Linked DNA regions of Mus musculus: all the other regions are linked to region 1. A link is a contact called in public HiChIP or PLAC-seq and promoter capture Hi-C data. All regions are on one chromosome and are shown on one strand. Each heading gives the region's core, a stretch centred on a gene start, on an enhancer-like site or on the middle of the called end of the contact. The rest is flanking DNA. Distances are from core to core; before and after follow the strand shown. Region 1 holds the start of Hsd17b11 (hydroxysteroid (17-beta) dehydrogenase 11). Region 2 holds the start of Thoc2l (THO complex subunit 2-like). Region 3 holds the start of 1700016H13Rik (RIKEN cDNA 1700016H13 gene). Region 4 has its middle 26 kb from the start of Mepe. Region 5 holds the start of Mepe (matrix extracellular phosphoglycoprotein with ASARM motif (bone)).

Region 1 (4,274 bases), core at 1,217-3,716:
ATTTATTTGGATATTCCTGTTTTTGAAACAAATTCTCTCTACATAGCCCTGGCTGTCTTAGAGCTCACTATACAGACCAGGCTGGCTTCAAACTCATTGAGATCCTCCTGCCTCTGCCTCCCAAGTGTTGGGCATTAAGAAGCATGCCACCATCCCTGGCTAACAGGATTGTTTATGTAGCTCAGGGTGACATGGAACTTTGAATCCTCCTGCCTCCACTTCCAGATACTGGGATGGTATGTGAGTGCCACTATGTCCCGGGAAAACCAAAATCCTAACTTATGATAGGAAGAAGATTGGCCTGCACACCAGACTCCTTCAGATCTGACGTCCAGCCAGGGGGTCTTACATAGTTCATCATTTCAGGCTAACACTGCTTTCCTCTGCTGTGCTGTCTCAGGCAGTCAACCCTCTAGACAGAGGCACACCGAGGAAAGCCACTTCTGACCCACAGGAATGTAAATGTTTCTTGTTGACTTTCAGTTTTCAAAAATGAACCGGGAGAGGGAACAAAAGCAATGGCTGCAAGACAGAAAGTAAGTCTGATCCGTCCTGACAATGGGGAAGTAAGCTACCGAAGACAGAAACTGGGAGTTAGAAAGAAACTGTTAACTGGGAGTTAGAAAGAAACTGTTCGATCTCGGACCCTGGGACAAGGGACTGAGGTGCATATTACACAAACCAAAGCAGACTTTGCCTTCAGTCTCCCCAGCATCCTTCAGTCCCTACCTGGCATACCCTGCCCCCAATCTTGAACTTTCCAGCCTAGAGGCTGGGCTGCCCTTCCCCCAGAGGCTCCTCTCTGTATAATTCAGACATTTTGGTCTCTCTCTTCTTTTCCTCTTCTCTCTCTCTCTCTCTCTCTTTCTCTCTCTCTCCCCTTCTACCCCAACTTTCCACTTTACCCATGGTGCTGTCTCTGGCCTTGGTCTTTGGGGCCAGTGAACTTAAGCCTCCTGAAAGCAGCAATGAGCTGACTTTAATATAATTTAATCTGGCTTAAATTGGCTCTGTAAACTGGAGGTGGAGAAATAACCTATCAGACTCCTGGAGAGGATAGGATACTTTTTCTCTGCCAACATCTATAGTTGTTGGAACAAGAAAGAAAGAAAAAAAAATAGAACCTTGTTGCCTAAAGTTACAAATAAAACTTAACAGAAGTAGCAAAGGGAGAGAGAATTATATTGGGATGATAGGAGACAGGAAGATAAAGAGCAAGCAAAGCAAGCCACATCCTCAGTGTCACAGGAGGAAAGTCAACGGATAACATTTATAGTTCATAAACCAACCACTCAACAGACAGGCTATTAGCTTGTTCCTGCTGCTAAATGAGGAGAAACTGCCTCAAAACAACCTGGGGAAGAGAGAGTTCCAGGCCAGCCAGAGCTACACAGAGGAATCCTGTCTCAAAAAGTGTGTACTGGGGACGAGAATGCTGGAGAGATGGCTATAGCTCTGTGGTTAAGAGCACTGTCCATTCTTCCTGTGGACAATGGTTCAATTCCCAGTGCCTACATGCAGGTTCACAGCTCCTAGTAACTTCAGTTCTAGGAAACCCAGAACCCTCATCTGCCCTTTCCCCACACCGGGAGCAAAAATAGTGTGCACACAGGCAGGCAAACCACCCACCATTCTTGAATATATGTTTTGTTTCTCGTTTTCAGATTCTCAGAGGCCGAGTGGGAGCTGGTTGCCCCGCTACACGGCTCTTCCCTGGGGAGATGGGTTTACTGCTTCTCCTAAAACTTGATTATGCCTTGGGAGGATACACCCCTCTGCCCTCCAGAAATGCTCAATTCAAATTAAAATGCGATGTAGGGTCATTTCTAATTCAGGAGCTTGGTTTTCCCTCTTGTGCTTTGTTTTGCTTGAAGGGTTGTTTGTTTTGTTATTAATTTTTGGTTAGCGTGCAAAGAAATGGGTTTGTGACTTTTATACACAAACGTGCCAGGTGTTCTAACCCGCCCCTCCCCCATAGCCGTCCTCCCATCCCCCTCTTGCTACTTCTCTTCCTTTCCCCAAAGAGTCCCCTTCCTTGTTTCCTGGTCCTTTAAGGTGTGGCTCCACATTTGCAACCCTTATGCAGAAACAGACAACTGTCCACCGCAGCCTGAGCACTGCTAGCACTTGCCCTTCATCCTTTACTGCGCAGCGTGACGACCTCTCCTCTCCTAGGTCTGCTGCAGACAGGGAGGGGATTTTTCCATTTTAGGAAAGCGTGAGGTAACTAGCCCTCCTAGGAGGAAGTCCGCGATAGCTATCAGGGTCGCACCGCCCTAGGGCTTGCCTCTGAACTTCGTCCCTCCCAGATTTCCAAGCCAGCGAGCAGTTGCTCTGACTGCAGTCCGAGCCAATGGCAAAAACCCTCCTGAAGCCCGGCCCCGCGGAAGGAATGGTTTCCGAGTTGTTTGTTTCTCTTTAATAGGGGAACTCTGCCTTGCTTAAGCTTTTACTCTGTGCGTAACCGACACCCTCCAGAGGCCGTTTAGGACCGGGAACGAGAGCACCGGGCCTCCAAAAGGATGAAGTATCTTCTTGACTTGATCCTGCTGCTGCCTTTGCTCATCGTCTTCAGCATTGAGTCTCTTGTCAAGCTTTTTATTCCCAAGAAGAAAAAATCTGTCGCCGGAGAGATCGTCCTGATCACCGGAGCTGGTCATGGGATTGGAAGACTGACTGCCTACGAATTTGCCAAACTTAACACCAAACTGGTTCTCTGGGATATCAATAAGGTAACCGCGCTTCGTCGCTGCCTTTTCTTTGTGGTCCACACTGGCAAACAACCACCCTTTATAGTTCTCTGTAGAGTCCATAGAGCATATAGTAACTATTCATATTTTTTCAGATTATAAGAGAGGCATAATTTGATATCTGTTAAGACCACACGATGAACGGACCTATGGACAATGAGAATCTTGGCTATCTCCCTTCGCTACATTAACACTACATTAAATCCATCCTGAAAGTGGCCTATAATCTCCTCCTACTGACCATCATAAACTTTTGGAAAATACAGCAGTTTTAGGTGCTATACCAAGAGTTAGATGTGTGCGGCTGTCAAGTCTCGTTTGCAGCTGCTGAGATGGGCTCGAAATGACACCCTACAGGGATCACCATTGCACTGCCAGTTGCCTACAGGAGTCATCTAAGTCACCTTATAGAAAAAATAGTTAAAAGTGAAATAACTTCAGTGCGGTCTCCTGTACCTTCAGGTTGAGGTGGGAGGTGAGTTAGAAGGAGCTAGCAGTGAAGTGTTGGTCTGGCTTTTGGTGGATGACAGAGGGAATCTGAAGGCATCTTCTGGCTTAGCGTGCCCCTCACTGCACTGTGTACATCCATTCTATAAACAAGAGGTCAAGGTTCATGAGATTAAATAAGAACTCTAACTCTAGAGTGATTGTGACAACAAGTAATCAGTGCTCCATAGTATCTACAGCCCAGATGGTAAGACCTGGTGGCAAACAGGAGATGGGCTACCTACGTCTGGTGGAGAAAACAGATAATTAGATATGTATACGATGGATTAACAATGCAAACTGGGCCAGCATGGGTCAGCTAGCCAAGGCCCAGCATAGGCATATGGTCAGGCATATGAAATGGGCTCTTTGCTTCTTAACTGAGAAAGACGAGGCTACCCAGGCTTTAGTTTTCAGAAGGCCAGGGAGATGGTAAGTTAATGTGTGAGGTGATTTAGCCAAGAGTCTAGCAGGTGGCACACAAACTAGTCTGAAATTTTATTCTTTAACAAGAATGGTTTGGGCTTATCGTTTCTAATATACACAATTTTCTCTAAAAAAGTGTGTTTATCCAAAAGAAAAAAATGTTTGATGACTCTTACTGCCTTCTGGACAGTATTATAATACAGAACTACAGATACCTGTGATGAAGCAGCCTTCATGAGCTAAAGACAGTCAACAGGCAACCTGTACTATAAAATGCACAATTGGGTGACATAGAAAAAGGAAGCATGAAAGGAGCTTGGGACTGTGGGGTAGGAAAGGCACACTGCAGGTCGTCTAGGCGGCCAAGGAAGGCATCAGAAGATGGAGTCAAGAGAGACTGGGGTTGCAGATCAGTGTTACAGTGCTACCGCAGCATGCACAAGGCCCTGGTTCAGTTCCCAGGACCAACACACATTAAAAACACAGGGACAGCAAATTCAAAGCCTGGGACAGACTGAAGAGAGGAAAAGTCTAAGATCTGATCAAGGTCCGAGCTGAAGCAGACAACACCCACCCTCGTGGCTGTTCAGTGTGGATAACCCACTTGATTTC
Region 2 (4,274 bases), core at 645-3,144, 490 kb before region 1:
GGGGAAAAGACAACCATAAAGATATAAAGTGAATTTTAAAAAATTTGAAAAAACCAACAAATAAACTTAAGGGCAATTAGATGGACTGTATAAAACAGTCACCTTGTATCTGTCCCTGGTACCTTTCTAATAATTTCACTCTCCAAGAAAGGTCCAGAAGTTTCTTAATGAATACACTTTACAGTATCAAATTAGGTATTCTGTTCAACACGGGGTTCTAGAAACAGTAACTATCCATGCTTCCTTGCTGTGGTCTGGTTATTGGTTTAGACCTATTCTAAGTGAAAGGAGAGGAAAAGGAGGAGGGTGGGAACCCCTAGACTACATACAGACATTTGATACACACGCATGCATGTCTCTCTACATCGGCAGTGGTAGGAATGAAACTCAGCCTACATAATATATAGGCATTTGATACACACACACATGTATGCCTCTCCATTACAGCAGTGGTGGGAATTAAACTTGGCCTACATGGTTTATTTTCATAATACCAGAATGTTTCATTTGGCTGACTATCCTGGTCTCTATTTTGTGATGTGCTTTCTTTTCTTTTGTGTTTTCTTTTACCTCTATGTCAGCAGTTCTCAACCTTCCTAATGCTGCAACACTTTGATACAGTTAGTTCCTCATGCTGTAGTGACCCAACCATAACATTATTTTTGTTGCAACTTCATAACCTACTGTTATGAACTGTAATGTGAACACGGTTTCCAATGGCCTTAGGCGACCCATGCTACTTACACCATCTTTTGGAACTACAAAGCTTGCTGGTATCAAAATAACTGTTAAGTATAAAGAAGCTAGCATCCCCATTTTGGCTTGAAATGAAGCGAGAGTATTTATATGAGTGTTTAAGATTAAGACGTCTTCTGCAAAGCATTCAAAAGAATAACTTCTGCCAAATATTTGGGCATATCATGAATACATGCCTTCAAATTTGTATAAAGTATACTGCAGTGTTTTCAGTACTCTATAAACAATCAACGTTCTTGTCCATGCACCTTGGCTGAGTTTCTTGAACTGGGGCTTCCCAGTTCAAGTTAACAATAATGCCCAGTGTCAATTTAAGCTGATAATATTCTGATTTTGGTTGTAAATATGATCCTGAAAATCTCCTACGGGAGGTAAATTTCTGAGGGCAAATGTAGCAGGCAAACCTAGGGACGGCAAAACACACTCCTAAAATCCTGGCACCCCGTCCTTTCTCTTAATTTAATCGCAACCACCTTCCCCGTATCCAGCATTTCCACAGCTTCAGAATATTGCAAAAAACTACTTATTAGAACCGGGTGAGGAATACTGAAGTAATTCCCGGTAGTGCTGTCAACTCTTCACTCCTTTCGCTCCAGTTCCTGAGTTTACTGCACCTGGCACACAGTTTAACTCTTCGGAGCTCGCGGTCCAGAAACCACCTACTGCCTGCGGGCCAGGTAGGCGTTCTATGTGCCCAGAGACGCTCACGGGAGCCACCAAATGCCGGGGCTGAGGAAGCGCCCGGTGACACCAGATCTCATTTAAGGTCTGTTCGCTTCAAGAACGCCCCGGAAAGACTCGGGGGTCTGTGGCTTTCCCCTGCGTGTGTTAGCACAGCCCGGTCCGCCAAGCCGCCGCCGAGCTGGACAGAGGCCGCAGCCCGCCCGCTCGCCTGGGGGCCGCCATGCCGACTCACCGCTCGCTCGCGCTCCGCCCGCGCCGCCCGCCGCGACCGCGCCGGCTCGCGCCTCCCCGCTCCAGCCGCCGCGAACCGCCTCTACGCCGCGGCTCGGGAAGGGCTTCACCGCTCCGCGCCCTCCTGACCCAGCTCGATAGGGACACCAACGACACACCGCCGACTCCACAGAGCGGTGGGAAACCGGTCGGGATCTCCTCGGCGTTCGGCTGACGTCACTGCGGAGGGACGGCGGCGGTGCAGCGAGTCCTCTGCGCACGCGCGGCCGCACTTCGGTTGCTGGCGGGGGGCGGGGGGCGGGGGGCGGGGGGCGGGGTGGGGACTGAGGTCGTTGGTCATCACTGCGCCTTTGTTAGAAAATGCCTTGCTGAGGTGACTGTGTGCACTGGCGGTTTCATTTGAATGTGAATGCTAAATACAAACAATTCTGAGAGCTTTCCGAAAATGATGTGGTTCAACTGGTGGAAAATCTGGTAGTGTACTATGGAAAAAGTCTGTTTATCTCCCAAAGTATGTTGCATCTCAAGAGAAGTCAAGGCATGAGTTAGGGAAGGACTAAAATACTTGTTCACTGTAGACAGCTGCCAAAATTTGTTCCCAACCAAGCCCTTAAAGCTATTTATAAAACTTTTTATCAGAAGGATGTATGTATGCATTATACAGAAACTTGGAAATATTTTATAGTTATTGCACATTGTACTGGGAGAACTGGGACATTGCTACTTGTGGGTGTCTGTCATGCTCTCTATCCAGTATGAAAAGAAGCTTTGATGAGGGGTGAAAGTTAAACTTCTTTATTTTTAGATTAAAATTCTTTTTAATTTAAAAAGGCATCAGGTTTTAAATACATTAAGAATTGAACTCATATTTTGACCCCATCTCCGAAAATTGTCATTTCTGTTGTTATCTGGTTATTATGTCGTGTATGTATAAAATCAATAAATTGTTCAGGAGTATATATCTGACCATTATGTTACAAAGCAACAGAAATACATAAAATCAAATGAGATGTGCAAATATGCATATATGTATCTCAAACACATGACTTAATAAGGTTTTTTTGATTCAATAGTAAGCTGTAGACAGATAGAGATGCACATTAAAAAAAATTTTTACCATGATCAGGATCCACTACATTGCCTTGCATATAACAGTAGATACTGTATAAGTGGCTTGGTCACTTTCCAAGCAATTATTTCTATTTAGATGTCTTTGCCCAATATGAAAATAATGAATGTGGGTGGGAGATTGTTCATTTTTCTTTCCCCAGCAACTATTTAATGCCTGCATCTTGGCAAGAGCTGCACTTACCTGCAAACATCATGATGTCATTTTCCTTTATCCTGTGGTGTATCTGTGCCACATTTGCATTGCCCGTCCATCACTCGAAGGGCATTTAGGTGGTTCCCCCTCGCTAGCTATGGTGAACAGAGCAGCAATGGACACTGCTAAGCAAGCATCTGTAGGAGGATGTCCTTTGGGCATATGCAGAGGAGTGGATCTGAGTCATGGTAGATTTACTTTTAGCTTTTTGAGCAATATTGAGCATGCATGGTTTCTTATATATGGTCCCCAACTGGTAGAACTATTTGGGAAGGATTAGGAGTTGTTACCTTATTGGATAAGATATGTCACTGGGGTGATCTCTGAGGTGTCAAAAGCACACACCACTACCAGTTAGCTCTCTGCATCATGTTTATTATCTAGATGTAAGCTCTGGGCTACTGCCTCACCGCCATGTTTACCTGCTTGATGTCATACACCTCACCATGATGGTTGTGGGTTTGAAAGACTCCGTGAGGAGCCCCTCGCTCAGGCGTCGGGACAATAGCGGACACCCAAGAACTCATGAGAGACCAGGCTTGATGTAAACCACATGAGGCTTTATTCGGGGAAAGCCAGAGCTCTGGGGACGACTCATATCCCACGCAGGGGTAGAGGATTCGACCACGAGGGGAAAGGCCAGTTTTTATAGGCCCTCAGGGGGGAAAGGAGAAGGGAGGAGTAGGGGGTTTCCAGAACTAAACAATGTCTATTCTCAAGAAATGGGTATGGGAGGGGTACAAGGAAAGAGTCTGGTGCAGGTGTAGCAACTCAGGATTGGCCCGGCTGTGGTTGCTGGGAAGATTTTCCGACTCTTTCTCAGCAACCAATATCACAAACACCTGGCAGTGAGGTGCAGCAGTGGGCACACACCTGGGTTCAAGGAACGGTCAAAACATTGGCAGACACACGGGTTCAAGGAGTGGCCAGAGCATTGTGCACCTCTATTTTTCTAAATCAGTGAAGCTAGTTCTGCTAACAGTGAAATCTATCTTGCCAATTTCAGGGCTTCTGTGACCTTTTACATTCTGTCAGGATCTTTCAGGCTCACCCACTGTAAGGACCAATAAACTCTTTCTCTATAAGTTGCCTGGGTCCTGTTTATGCTAGAACAGCAATTGTAACTAAGATAAAGGCTATTTGGTACTCCACTATACAGGCAATTGATTCACGCTGTCCTGGAGTCTTTGTCCTAGGTTATACTTCTGTGAGTAGTGGGGGTAGCGGCGGGGGAAGGGGGGGAAGTACCCACCATGCATGACAGGTAGACTGGGAGTCT
Region 3 (4,274 bases), core at 658-3,157, 370 kb after region 1:
CTCCCCCAAAAAGGGGGTGGGGGTGGGGGTGAGGGCTGGAGAGATGGCTCATCAGGTAAGAGCACTGACTGCTCTTCCAAAGGTCCTGAGTTCAAATCCCAGCAACCACATGGTGGCTCACAATCATCCATAATGAGATCTGACTTCCTCTTCAGGAGTGTCTGAAGGCAGTTACAGTCTACTTATATATAATGAATAAATAAATTAATCTTTTTTTAAAAAAGAATTTCTTTTAAAAAATAAAATAAAAAGTTTTTTTTTCTATAAAGAGTACTCTTCTCACAATAAGACATGGTATATGCAATATAATCTGCTGTATAAACTTTACTCCAACAGTTAATGGATTAAACCAATGAACATTATATTTGTTGTTGAGACAGGGTCTCATGTCGTTTAGTCTACTATTGGCTCTGTGGCTAAGAATAGGCTCAACATTCTGATCCTCCTGCCTCTACCTCCCAAATGCTGGGCATGCACACATATGCCACCACAAGAGCCACTTTGGTGCTGAGTATTGTAACCAGATGGCCCCTGGGTTCAGTTGAACTAGATTCTAAATCTGTTTTATTTTCTAACAACCAGAAATCCTGGAGCTGTTGAGTTGATGGTTCTAGCTTTGGGTCTCTATGGAGTTTCAGTCAAGACTGTGTATGTATGTGCACTCCATGCATGCCTGGTGCCTTCGGAGTTCAGAAGAGGGTGCTGCACACCCAGGAGTCTGAGTTGTTGATGGCTGTGAGCCACCACACGGGTGCTTGGAACCAAACTAAGGCTGGTGGGCACATTGCAGTCTCCATCTATGCTAACTGAAATCAAATCGGGCTGAACTCTCCTACACTGGTCACATAATCCATGGTGGGGGGCTTCACCCCTGTGGCACAGACATTCCCCATTTGGACTACAGACACAATGAATCGGGCTTCTATACATTCTAGTTTCTTGTAGGCACAGAAGTACCTTCTACAGATAAGCCAGCTCCGCAGTTGCTGGCGGACATCCCATCATGCAGCTCGTCCCGTAACTTCCCACAACTTTTATTTTTTCTTTTTCTTTTGGAAAATGGAGGAAGCCCGGACATGTTTTCCGGGACATTCTAGGCTCAGTGATAGATCACTATCCTGCTCTGCGTGTGTGTGTGTGTGTGTGTGTGTGTGTGTGTGTGTGTGTGTGTGTGTGTGTGTGTGCGTGTGTGTGTTCATTCTTTGCGCTAGGAGAATTTGCTAGGCAGGGCGGATGGTACTTTCCTGTAGCTCCAGCCTAGCACTTGGGAAGCTGAAATAGATTTGCTGCAAGTCTGAAGCAAGCCTGGGCTACATAGTGGTTCTAGGCCAGTCTGGACTGTTTCAACAAAAACAGAAAAGAACAGCGACAGGTAGAGGGATCAGAGTATTTAACCTTAAAAGCTCGCCCTGAATTCACTATAAATGGAGGAGTTTCATTCCTTCCCTCTCAACAGAACCCTCTGTTTCATAGCGTTGATACTAAACTCACAATGATATAACCCTTACCTCGGGCTAGAAGCTCTCAGGCCTAGTCTTTAGTTCTCATAACCCGTGAAACATACACATATGATAGCCTCTTTGCTTTATGACGTCATTTAGGCTCGACGGAGGGACACAGGGAATGTCCTGGTGTTAGCAAGGGACAACTCTAGCAAAACCCTCCCGCATAGTGCCACGGTTTGCTTGGGACCCTAAGAGGTGCCTACATGAACAGGAACACGGAGCTGTCGCTGGATCCTCGAGAGTGGGCGTGGGACAATGACTGTCACCCACTGGGGCGAAGTGACTCCCATTAGGCAGGCTGGATCTGCGCCCCGCGCGCACACAAAGCCCTTTATTGAGGCACCGGGTGACGCAGGGTAGGCGCCGGGTGAGCGCCTGATGAGCCCCGCACCTGAGCAATCAGGCGCACCAGCAAGCAGGAGCACGAGCAAGCAAGCCGGCGCAAGTCGGCGGCTGGGCCGCTGCGAGTGCGCGGCCATGTGCACCTAGCGCGAGCTGCCCTGGGTCGGGGGCGCGGCCAGGGTGCGGCTGACCTGTGGGGTACAGGGGTTCCGGGAGCAGCACGGGCTGGAAGGGCGAGGCCGGCACTCGCTACCGCGCCCTAGCCGGTTCTGTCTGGAACTGAGAGCAGGAAAGGGCCGTGCCCTTAGGTAGCCAGCGCACCCCTGGGGTTCCATGCCGGTGAGGCTGGGTCGTTGTCCCCACCACAACCACTAGGGCGCGCAGCTACGAGACCAGGCGACGGGACTCAGGAGTACTCAATGACCGCCTACCGTGCCTGGGTGCGGGGGTGGGGGGGGTGGGGGGTGGGGGGGGGTGGGGTGGGGGTTACCAACTGCAGTCTTGCTCCGGATGACCCTCGCCTGGCTTTCCCTCACCTTAGACTCTTACTGAACTGATTGAGCGACTTCCTGGAAATGAACAGAACTAGCTCGTATGTTCATGGTTCAGGTCCAGTGAATGTTTATGATTCTTGACAGCCCTAAATGCTTTCTCCTAGCCTTTGATTATTTGGCCATAAAACTATTCAAATGAGAGCTGTTAATTAGGCCTGTCGCTGTTCTTTCAGGCAAAGTGCAAACAGCGGTGCAGATGTTACATCAGGCTCCTATGTAAGGAAACCACTGTGATCATTTGTCATGGCGTATGGCTTGCCAAGAAGGAACACAGTACAAACCATTTTGAAGGGCAGCTGTTATAAAGTGTAAGTACACACATACACACACATACACACACACACACACATTACCATGGCTGGAGCTTGCAACAGGGGCTGGGCACTTCTGTTCGCATTGTTACTGGAGTATATGGAAGCACTTGAATGGATCTAGATTTTGTCTTAAAAAGACTAGTTGAAAATTATTTTTATTTTGTTTGTACCTGCCTCTGTATTCACACTGCATTTGAGCAGGTGCCCATGAAGACCAAAAGACTGTGTCGGATCCGCTGGTATTGAAGTTACAGGTGTTACAGCGTCTCTCTGTAGATGCTGGCAACCAAACCTAGGTCCTATTTGCAAAAGCTGTTTGTGCTCTTAATGGGTGATCCATCTTTCCAGCTTCCTGAATGGTACTTTTGTAAGAATATATGAACAGGGGTTAGAGACGAAGCTCATGGATTAAGAGCTCTTGCAAAGGACCTGAGATTGGTTTCCTGCAACCTCCCACAAGGTGGCTCACAACCGTCCCTAACTCCGGTTTTATTAGATCTGTCGCCCCCTTCTGGACCAAATGGGCACAAAGCATGCGTGAAATAGACATATATGCAAGCAAAACACCTACATAAAATAATCTGAAAAGTTAAAATGTGCACTCAGGGGAGGGAAGGATTTAGTCAGCTTCATTTCCAGGATGCTTTTAGATTACACGTCATCACTGAAGGAAAGCAGGGCAGAAGCTTGAAGCAGAAACCACGGAGAAACGCTGCTAGCTGGCAAGCTCACAGGCTTACGCTCAGCTAGCCTTATCCCAGATCACCTTCCAGGTAGTGGCACAGCCTGCAGCGGGCTGGGCCCCATTCCCCACAGATGATATGGCCAGAGGCCTTGTGATCTGAGAAATCCCTCAGTTGAGTATCCCTTCTTAGGCCACTCCTGGCTGTGTCAAGTGGACAGTTAAAGCCAATAGACAATTCTAGCAAGACTTCACACCGAAGCAAGCCTTTGAAATGAGAAAAGAGAGGTTTCTAAGTTGATCAAACCAAAGGCATATGCTTACGTTCTGGGAGGCACTGTGTCACCTTGTTTAAAGACATTCTAAAAGTATTGTTTTAGGTTAGCATCTAAAATAATGGGTTCATTTGTATATATGTGTGTGGATATGTGTCTATATATACACATACATATTTATTATCTGTGTATCATTTTTCTTTAGTTTCAGTCATTCAAAAACACCTTTACTACTGCCATCTTAAAACCCAGTTATAGTGTACAAATGTACTAACAGTGCCTGTGTTTTTAAGATGCACGTTTTTGGCTGGTACAAAGGGCCAGTTTAGCTTCCTGTCCTCTTGGGCAGGCTGTGTATAACAACGTGGGCATTCCAGTCTGAAACCCTGAGCTCCAAGCCTGGCATCTCTGCACACTGTGTCTTAGCTTTAATGCCTACATCTGTGACACAATGCACGTCTGTCTGTTGGGTGGGGTGAGCCACTGAAACAATGCGCGTCTAAGACCTGCTGGTTTCGTGGAATACAGAGAGCACATAATGGAAGCACTGCTGTGCAGAAGTTGCACTCTGTGGTACCTAAAAATTGTTTCCTCCTCCTCCT
Region 4 (4,274 bases), core at 445-2,944, 330 kb before region 1:
CTGCAGTGGTTTGATGTGGTGTGTGTGTGTGTGTGTGTGTGTGTGTGTGTAGGGGTGATATCCAGAGGGGGCCTCCCTCTTTTCAGAGGAGAAGGGGAGGGGAAATTGGGTGAGGATCTGCATGAGGCGGTACTGCGAGGAGAGGAGGGCTGATATTGGGATATGAAGTGAATAAGTAACTTAATTTTTAAAAACAAATTTAAAAAGAGAACAAATGTCCCATTTTAATTAATAAGGGACACCTTGTCAACCATAAATACATATCTCACTGCCATCAGTTTTCTAAGTTACAGAATAAGAACTTAGCTAAAAGTTTTAAACATCATCGAGTGTTCTTATGCTTGCTAAGTGACCTCTGGGTGTTAGTAAATGAGTGGGGAGGTGGGAGGGGGGTAGCAGGCAGATGAAGGCGTGAAATAACCATCTAGAACAGGCAGGCACTTCCCAGAGGTAGTTTGGAAATACTCCAGTTAAAAATAAATAATGCTTTCTGTAAATTTCTTTCACAACCCCGCTGTAGTTCCAATGTGATCATAACTTTGTCAGCAAATTCTATTTTCAGCATGACTGGAAAACCTTTCACCTCAGCCTCGCTTTGGGAAAAAACCTGAGCTCTACTGTCAGACCTCTTCATTTCTGAGTTTGTCTCTTTGCTTTCCCTTTTTATAAGAAGTTTCATAGAAATTCCAGCTCATTTATCTAAGTGCCTGTTCCTCGGGGTCATTCCAAATTTCCACTGGATTAGATCTCCATGGTCAAACCAAGGTTGCCATGGTATGGACACTGCTGAGGGAGTTACTGTCAGGAGACTTTTATGGATGTTAAATACAAATGGTTGTTGTAAATGGTTTCATGACACCTTGCTTTTCTCTGACTTCTAAGTACTTCTAAGTATCAATGACAGCAAAGGTTGCTTTCCTTTGGGAACTCTCAAGAATGTCATACAAGCTTTTCAGAGAGTATGATCTAAGAATTTTTGGTTGTACTAATGGACTAGAAATAGGGTGATGTTGCTGTGATACTCTGACCACAGGCCAGAGGCAGATTTGAGCAGCATTGCAAAGGCCCTGTACTATGGCCGGGGTGGAGGTGGGGGTTGGGGGGTAAGGGGGGGGGGGAGGGAGATGAGAAAGCATCCAGATTAAAACTTAAAACTAAACCCAACGTTGCCTCTGAAAAAGGGGGCGTTTGCACAGTTCCTCCACCGTGTTTCCCCATTTGATCATTTTGGTGCATAGTTAAGTTCTGCATGACCAACTAGTTGTGTTCCTAGCGCTGTTGTAGCAAGACATAAACACATGAACTGATTTCTAGCCAGGGAGAAATGACCGTTATTTTGAAGTTGCTTCTGGGAATTTGAGAAACTCTGTCAGAGCTAGTATGCCCCTTTAAATCACCACACAGTGCCCAAGCAGCACATGCTAAAAATATAAATTAACCACAGGTTGTCTAATAACCGATATTTTTGTGAGTGTCTGTTGAATAGGACGGGGCAGCCACAGGAAGCAAGGGAAATGAGGTGAGACAGAGGGGTAGGAGTTGGTATTGCTTTTACTCGTTGCTTCTGGAAAGGTTTGTATACAGTGGCCTTTACAGTGTTTGCTGAAACCCACCCACAGAAGGAATATTCTGTTCTGTTTGAATTTGAGGGGGAAACAGGCTGACATTTCCGGGACTTCCTGGTCTGCTTCTCCAGCCCGGAAGAGGCTCTATCCCGCCCCTGAGTCTTGCTCTGCCTCTGACCCACTGTGGACACACTGCTTTGTTGGCTTAAAAAGGACATTCTGTTCAACAGTCTCTTATCCTTTTGTAAAAACGGAAACAAATAACAGAAAAGTAAGTTTCTATTGCAGAGAGGAGGAAGAGCAGTGAGGCTGGTCCTGTGTGTGCCTGTGTGTGCCTGTGTGTGCCTGTGTGTGCCTGTGTGTGTGCAGGGCTGGCTTCCGAAGTCTGAGGGCTCAAAACAGGCCCACACATGAAGTGCTTTAATTTAAAAAGAAATTGGAATATATACATATATATATACACATATATATGCATATGTATATATATATGTAAAAGCTTTATGCTTTATAAATACATATGTATTCCATATATATTCCATGTTTATATATATACATATATTCCATATGTTTTACACACACACACACACACACACACACACACACACACACATATATATATATATATATATATATATAGAGAGAGAGAGAGAGAGAGAGAGAGAGAGAATATCTAAAACTTACGGTCTTATTCACGTTAGCAAAAGTGCTCTTCCAGTGAACTATGCACCAACACATCAACTTGAAGTTCTTATAGTCATTTTGAGCTGTTGATTTGTATAGAGACATGATGGATGCCCTGGGCCATGTGCTCCTGCAGGTGTGATATGCAGAGCACAGGATGGAGTGGTAGATAGTATAGGGCATCCCCCAGTCATTTGAACAGGAAAGCTTGTGTTGCTTGTACTAGGAGGCACTCATTATGCAGTAGGTCCTGTTTCTTTGTGGGTTTCCACGGTTTTCATTCCATGAATAGCAGCATGCCTGTGTTAGTCAGAAGTTGCCAGGAGAATACAACCAGTACAAAATATGTACATATGGAAGAGGAGGCTCCTTATGGGAACTAGTCACTTAATTTATGGGAGCTGAGAAATGCCATGGTACACTGACTGTATGCTGGTGGTGTGATTCAGTTCAGTTCTGAAGACCTACAAACTGGGAGGCTGCAGTGTGAAAGCCTGAGTCTGAAGGCCAGAGAACTCATGTCCTAGAGCATAGCTGGACAATTCAGATAGAAAGTGCCCCCTTCTTTCACATTCCTGGGGAAATAGACTCACACACACACACACACACACACACACACACACACACACACACACATTGACATTCAGTGTATTGGATTACCCTAATGATTTTATTTAGCTTGCTCATTTGAATTCTCTCCTCTTTCAGAAACACCTCCATAGACCTGTGATGGCTGCTCTTGGTTGTAAACTTGACATAACAGGAAAGAAAAACCTCAACTGAGAAACTGGCTCCATTAGATTGGCCTAGAAGCATGTCTTGGGGGCATTTTATTGGTTGTTCATTGATGGAGGAGGGCCTAGGCCACAGCGGCTGGTGCTATCCTTTGGAAGTAGTCCTAGGTTGTATAAGTGAAGCAGCCCAGCAAGCCCAAGGGGGCAAAGCATAGCATCGTTCCTCTATACTCTCTGCTTAGCCCTGTCTCCAGGCTTGTGCCTTGTGTTCCTTCTTCAGATTCTCTGAATAATGGACTGTAAGTTGCTTTTGGTCCAGGTGTTTATCAAGCAGCAGAGTGTACCTAAAACCGATCCATTCATCAGTACTGTTTATAACTTACCTGGGCATCTGTTAGCCCTGACAAGCTGATATTAATCATGACAACATCCTTTGAGAGTTGGCACACATGAAGTGGCATGGTGATGTGGTGTGTGTGTGTGTGTGTGTGTGTGTGTGTGTGTGTGTGTGTGTGAATATAGCAGCAGCTACTCTGTGGGAGTTCATTTATGAAGAAACATGAAATGCTTCTATCAGTAGTAGCTACATTAGCGATTCTAAACTGATCAACTTCCTGAGAGAATAAGGAAGTGATAGCTGAATGGGGTTGCCATGAGTTCTGAAGGCATTTCTAAAACACTTTCAGGGATGTAGTGGTAAACTCCCTAAGATACACATTCAACAAGATTCCACTTGAATACACGTGTAAGCGTTGGTAATAAGCAACTCTAGAGCATCTATTCAAGAATCTCCAGAGGCCATTGATAAAATGCGTGGTCCTCAAGGTAGCACTACTGGGGGTGGTAGACATGAACACATGGGGTCCAGTGCCATGTTTTAGGCTCTCAAAGATTATCAAAAGAAATGAGCTTGCTTCAGCATGGACTGGAGTGTCCAAAAATGTAAGCTAACCTAAACCTTTTCCCTTTACAAGCTGATTGCCCCAGGTGTTTGCCACTATTGGTAGCAAGCATCCATCCTAGCTGGGAATTGAGTCAGAGTGCCCCACAACTTTGCCACCATGATGCTATGAAAGGGTGAGACCAAGTCAGGGTGAATGTGGCACCATGCCTACCTATCTGACACCGACAGCCAGTCTCTTCTTTTAGGAACAGTGAAGTCCCCATTCTCTGTCCTTTCATTATCTCCAACAAGCAGGCTGCATGGTTCAATCTCTGGCAAGAGTGAGAGCAACTTGATGACAGATTTTTCTAACATTTTCCATGGGCCAGAGACAGAAGCCTCCATTAATAG
Region 5 (4,274 bases), core at 1,101-3,600, 300 kb before region 1:
ATTTGCCCCGTGTCTGAATTGCAGAAAACATCTGCAATGCTCCGCTTTGTCACAGGATAAATTTGGTCACATCCTGAGAACTCATCCGGGTGAGTCAGAAGAAGAAAAGACAGAAAAGGCAGCGGGAGTTTGAGTTAGGTTATGTTCGTGAGTATCAGCTCCATTTTGGCCTCGCCAAAGAACAGAACATCTCTGAGGGGATCCTACTGTGTGTGTCAAGATGCTGCCAGAGCACAGAGACTTTCGAGTCCCTTCTCAGTGCCATCTATGTATTTAGCAAGCCTTACACATTCGTGTCAAATCCCTCAAGGAAAAATATTATAAGGTTCTTTCGATTCACTGCAGTTTCTGTCTTTGAGCACTCTGCACTGATCGCAGCTGCCCTGGAGTGCTGCGAGAGGCTACTGGTTTTCTCAAAGACTCTGAAAGGGAGAGCATAGCACTATCCTATGATTTGCATAAGCAGCGGGCTTCTGAGTTTAGTGCTTCTTCACCTCTTAACAAGCCTGCTTGGAAACTAGAGAGACAGATTTTGCAAATGCTTACTGGTGCCGCCCAGGTCATACTGAAGAGGAGCAGTCCAACAGACACAGCCTGCATCTTCATGAGGCCCTCTGAAAGATAACAAGAACCTGTCTGAGCAATGCCAGTTATGCATTCCAGACGTGAGCACGTGCATATGCAAACATCCTTCCCACTTATATTCCTTTTGATATTTAGAATTACATACCTTATATATACACATTCTATAAAATTAGCATTTACATGAATATATGTACTTTGCACAGTTCATAGTCAGGGTTAATCTATTAATCTCTATTTCATGTCTGATTACTCACATGCAAAAATAAAAATCATTGACTATAATTAATCTCATAATTCATAGAAATTAGACACATAATTATTTACTCTATTGGTAACCTGCCATTTTCCCTTAGAAAAAAAATATTGTTAAGTGATTGCATAATTGAAACTTACAGTAAGGTAGCTTATCAGGTCACACCTGAATTGTTAAGTGTGCCAAGATGACAGATATAAAGGTAAGGAATGGAATCTTAGCAATTCCAGGCTAGTAACCCAATATACATCTTCATATTCATTAGCAAAATATCTGAACCAATCACTATGGAGGGGCCGGAGAATGGAACTCGTGAAGCAAGCTTTACTGTAAGTAAAAGCATTTACTAAGTATTAAAACGAGCTAAGCACCATGCTAAGTTTACATGTATTTATTTAATTGAGACCTACAACCGTCTTATGAGCCAGGTGGCTTTACCAGTTTCATAGACCAGGAAACAGACTCAGGTCACATAACATGTCCCACGACTCATGAATATTAATAAGCAGAACTGGGTTTGGTATTCTGGCAGAGTCACTACAGAACCAGTACTCCTAACTCAGACTTTACATCACCTCAAGTAAGTTTCTGCTCTTCCATCTTACTAAATAAAAGCTACGTGCAGTCAACTTAAAGAAGACCCTGTTTTATATAACATTCAATAGACGAATCTTCAGAACACTAGCATTTAGTTATCAATTAAAGCAGGTGTGTGGAGTGTGGCTAGTGTCACACTATGAGCTCGGAAGCTCAGCCATCACACTGGAAAATTATCAGCCCAGCTCTGGACAGCATCTGTTGGTCTTGATGCCAGTACTTATTTTACTGGCACATAAACATGTAACAACCAACATGAAAATGATAATGTGGTTTGTTGGAAGAAAATCCATTTAATGAGAACAGCAAGTTTTTACAACATTTAAATATTTCATAGTAAAACTTTTACTCAGCAAATAATGTAATTAAGATATATTGTAAAGTAAGTTATAATCTTCTAACCTAATATTATCTTAAGGATCTGAATCTAAATTCAAGTGATAACTTAAGTTTCTAAGTATTGTAGAAAGGACAGTCTTTTATCATTTATCAAATAGCTTAGTGCTGGTGGACACATCAGCAGAGAAGATATCTGTAAAGAAAAATATAACTGGTTTCTCCTGCATCTGGTTTGTAAGATGATGCAGTCCCAGTTAATGTGGATCTTGGTGATACTGATAGTCAGCTCACAGGCCAACTTCAAGCCATGAAGTTTAAATAGAGTTCTAGAATATGGTAGCTCCCCACCTACTGTACAGAACAGAGCACCGAATTTAGACAATAATGCAATTTTCATTTATTTTTAAAATCCTTAGCAGTACGGTAAGGTTACTGAAAGCTTAAGCAAGCACTTCTGACAGAAGGCAATTCTCCATGAGGGGCAGCGAGAGACAAATTACCTGGCGTCATTCACCTTCAGGAAAGCTTGGCTTCTTCGGGCTTAGTCTCTGGGCATTTGCTGAAATTTAAAGTTTGTGAGAGCCCCCGATGTCCAATCAGCATGGTTCACTCAGTACCAGCACGGAGTCTGTCACAAATGCCCACAGATGACCACAGGGGGTATGGTAATTTTAATCTAAAAATGTTTTGTGGTGGAAAGCTGCTATCAAATGTTCCAGAAAGTAGAATAAACAGAAAAAAAATATAAATATCTCAGTTTGGACATTATGTTGCAAAATAATTAGAACTGATTTTTAGAACTATTAACTAGGACTGGGTGAATGGGTTGCATACGTGTAAGTAGGAAATATTTGTAAACCAACAAATTTATAAGTGAAAAGTAGTTTTGTTGTTTTATTTAGAGAATGTACAACCTTAATTGTATCTGAATCTTATTCAGACACCAATGATGCTTTGAGCACCTACCATAGGGCGGACATTAGAGAAGCTTCAGTGAGTTAAAGAGAAAATATACATACAAACACACACAAATTCAACTGTCTCACGGGGCTCACCATCCAATGAAGGAAACAGACAAGGGACTACATCATATTAGACAGTTACAGATGAACTTCAACAGAAGCACTCATGGCGAGATCTCAAGCATTGGGAGTAAGGACACTGGGCTGAAGTTTTGCAGAGAATCCTGGGATGGCATCACTGAGAAGGTAGGTATCTTTTTAGTAAAGTCTTCAATGTGGCTTACATATATGTATTGCTCCAAATTCCACATCTTGCAAATAAAATTCCCATGTGATACTATTAAGGGCTTGTACAATCTAAGTCATCAGATGAGACTCTTCATGAGTGAGAGTAACAGCTTTAGAAAGGCTAAAGGAAAAGACTTTGAGCCTTTTGCATTCCACCTGTCTGACACGTGAGCGCACAACTTTCACCCCACCCCACCGCCAACTACCACCACACACTAAAGATAAAATAAGAAGATGCCATCTTGGAAGGTGGATCATTGTCTTGTACCAAACAGCGAACCTTCCAATCCTTTGTGTTAAACTTCCCAGCCTCCAAAGCCACAAGAACTCAAGACAGTAAGATGTCAACATTTATTCTCTCTAGATGACCACTTCTGGGGGATTTTGTTAAGTAGCATAGACTAAGAACGTAGCCGCATGGCTTTACATAGGACATTTCACCGAGTTCTAGGAAGAGCCAGCTTCAGTAACAGAGGCCTGCTGGCTTATTCCGGCAAGTAGTCAGACAGGAGTTAGATGGCCCAGGTCCTGCAGGTCCTCCACTTTGCCTGAGTGGTGAAGTCGCTGCAGGGTTGGGTACTGAGCTGAGGGATGGAGCACGTGCCAGCTCTACATAAGGCCTCGGATTCAGTCTCAGCACTGAATTTAAATTAATCAATTTAATTCAATTCCAGGTCGAGAAAGCTACTAGAGGTTTGAGCAGAGCTGATGTTGAAGGAAGGCAACCCTGACAGAGGAGCAAAGGCAGCCTGGAGCGGCAGAGCCCCCCTACCCCCTGAAAAGCATCCTATTCAGTGGGTTTTCACAGGAAAGCAGTAGGAATGGACTGCACCAGGGCCAGCTCGTGGGGAGACTCCCTCCGGCATCAGGATGGACTCAGGATTGTGCCATGTAATGGAAAACCTACAGTTGCTCTTTTATTGAAATAAGATAATATTCAAACGGTACTTTTGAGGATGAGTTTGTGAGTTTGAATTTGGATGAAGATTTTTATTGAATGATCAGCGTAGGGTACTGGGTCCTTTTTTCCTGTCCGTGGTGGTAGGAGCTAAAACCGAACTGCAATTTGTGTTTGTTATGGAGTGTTTATTTGGTCTAAAAATACAGTCACGCCTACTAGGATGGCTCACGGTAGGCTTGTGTGTAAATCAACCAATAAACATTATGAAATTTTTAAAACATACTTGTGTGTAAATTCAGCCTTATGACTAATTATAAATAAAATGTAATAATTTCTAAGTATGTAACTC

Evidence for each region. Promoter capture Hi-C pulls out the DNA fragments that hold promoters and counts their contacts. HiChIP or PLAC-seq counts read pairs in DNA pulled down with a chosen protein or histone mark.
Region 2: a promoter capture Hi-C map of the HPC-7 cell line shows a contact between it and region 1. The contact joins the promoter of Thoc2l here to the promoter of Hsd17b11 in region 1. A contact is called at or near these places in 5 of 39 promoter capture datasets (the C10 cell line, the HPC-7 cell line, cranial neural crest and 2 more) and 2 of 115 datasets of contacts at active chromatin or transcription factors (microglia and pancreatic cancer cells).
Region 3: a contact with region 1 is called in an H3K27ac HiChIP or PLAC-seq map of large pre-B cells, with 2.7 times the contacts expected there. The contact joins the promoter of 1700016H13Rik here to the promoter of Hsd17b11 in region 1.
Region 4: a promoter capture Hi-C map of pre-B cells shows a contact between it and region 1, with 2.1 times the contacts expected there. The contact joins the enhancer-like site here to the promoter of Hsd17b11 in region 1. A contact is called at or near these places in 6 of 39 promoter capture datasets (cranial neural crest, frontonasal cranial neural crest, maxillary cranial neural crest and 3 more), 2 of 115 datasets of contacts at active chromatin or transcription factors (embryonic basal ganglia and forebrain) and 1 of 9 other capture datasets (embryonic stem cells).
Region 5: a contact with region 1 is called in a promoter capture Hi-C map of neural stem cells. The contact joins the promoter of Mepe here to the promoter of Hsd17b11 in region 1. A contact is called at or near these places in 10 of 39 promoter capture datasets (the 3T3-L1 cell line, 3T3-L1-derived adipocytes, cranial neural crest and 6 more), 1 of 15 datasets of contacts at CTCF or cohesin (the NIH/3T3 cell line), 4 of 115 datasets of contacts at active chromatin or transcription factors (embryonic stem cells, forebrain, pancreatic cancer cells and 1 more) and 1 of 9 other capture datasets (embryonic stem cells).

The regions. Positions count from the first base shown.
Region 1 is chr5:104,019,988-104,024,261 of GRCm38.p6, reverse strand. It overlaps Hsd17b11 (hydroxysteroid (17-beta) dehydrogenase 11), which reads left to right and starts at 2,466. Exons shown (of 7, transcript NM_053262.3): 1 at 2,466-2,732. The coding sequence starts at 2,523.
Region 2 is chr5:104,505,970-104,510,243 of GRCm38.p6, reverse strand. It overlaps Thoc2l (THO complex subunit 2-like), which reads right to left and starts at 1,894. Exons shown (of 8, transcript NM_001166581.2): 1 at 1,673-1,894.
Region 3 is chr5:103,653,357-103,657,630 of GRCm38.p6, reverse strand. 1700016H13Rik (RIKEN cDNA 1700016H13 gene) reads left to right here and starts at 1,907. Exons shown (of 4, transcript NM_028824.1): 1 at 1,907-2,186; 2 at 2,575-2,709. The coding sequence starts at 2,645. Gm42138 (a long non-coding RNA gene) reads right to left here and starts at 1,934. Exons shown (of 3, transcript XR_880498.2): 1 at 1,509-1,934.
Region 4 is chr5:104,349,506-104,353,779 of GRCm38.p6, reverse strand. No RefSeq gene overlaps it. Among named protein-coding and RNA genes, the nearest start is that of Mepe, 26 kb to the right of the region's middle. Within about 2 kb of position 1,694, at least 24 of the 459 cell types and tissues checked have an H3K27ac peak or open chromatin away from gene starts, as enhancers often do. A contact at or near this core is called in pre-B cells, where this site is marked.
Region 5 is chr5:104,323,405-104,327,678 of GRCm38.p6, reverse strand. It overlaps Mepe (matrix extracellular phosphoglycoprotein with ASARM motif (bone)), which reads right to left and starts at 2,350. Exons shown (of 3, transcript NM_053172.2): 1 at 2,275-2,350; 2 at 547-614. The coding sequence starts at 2,284.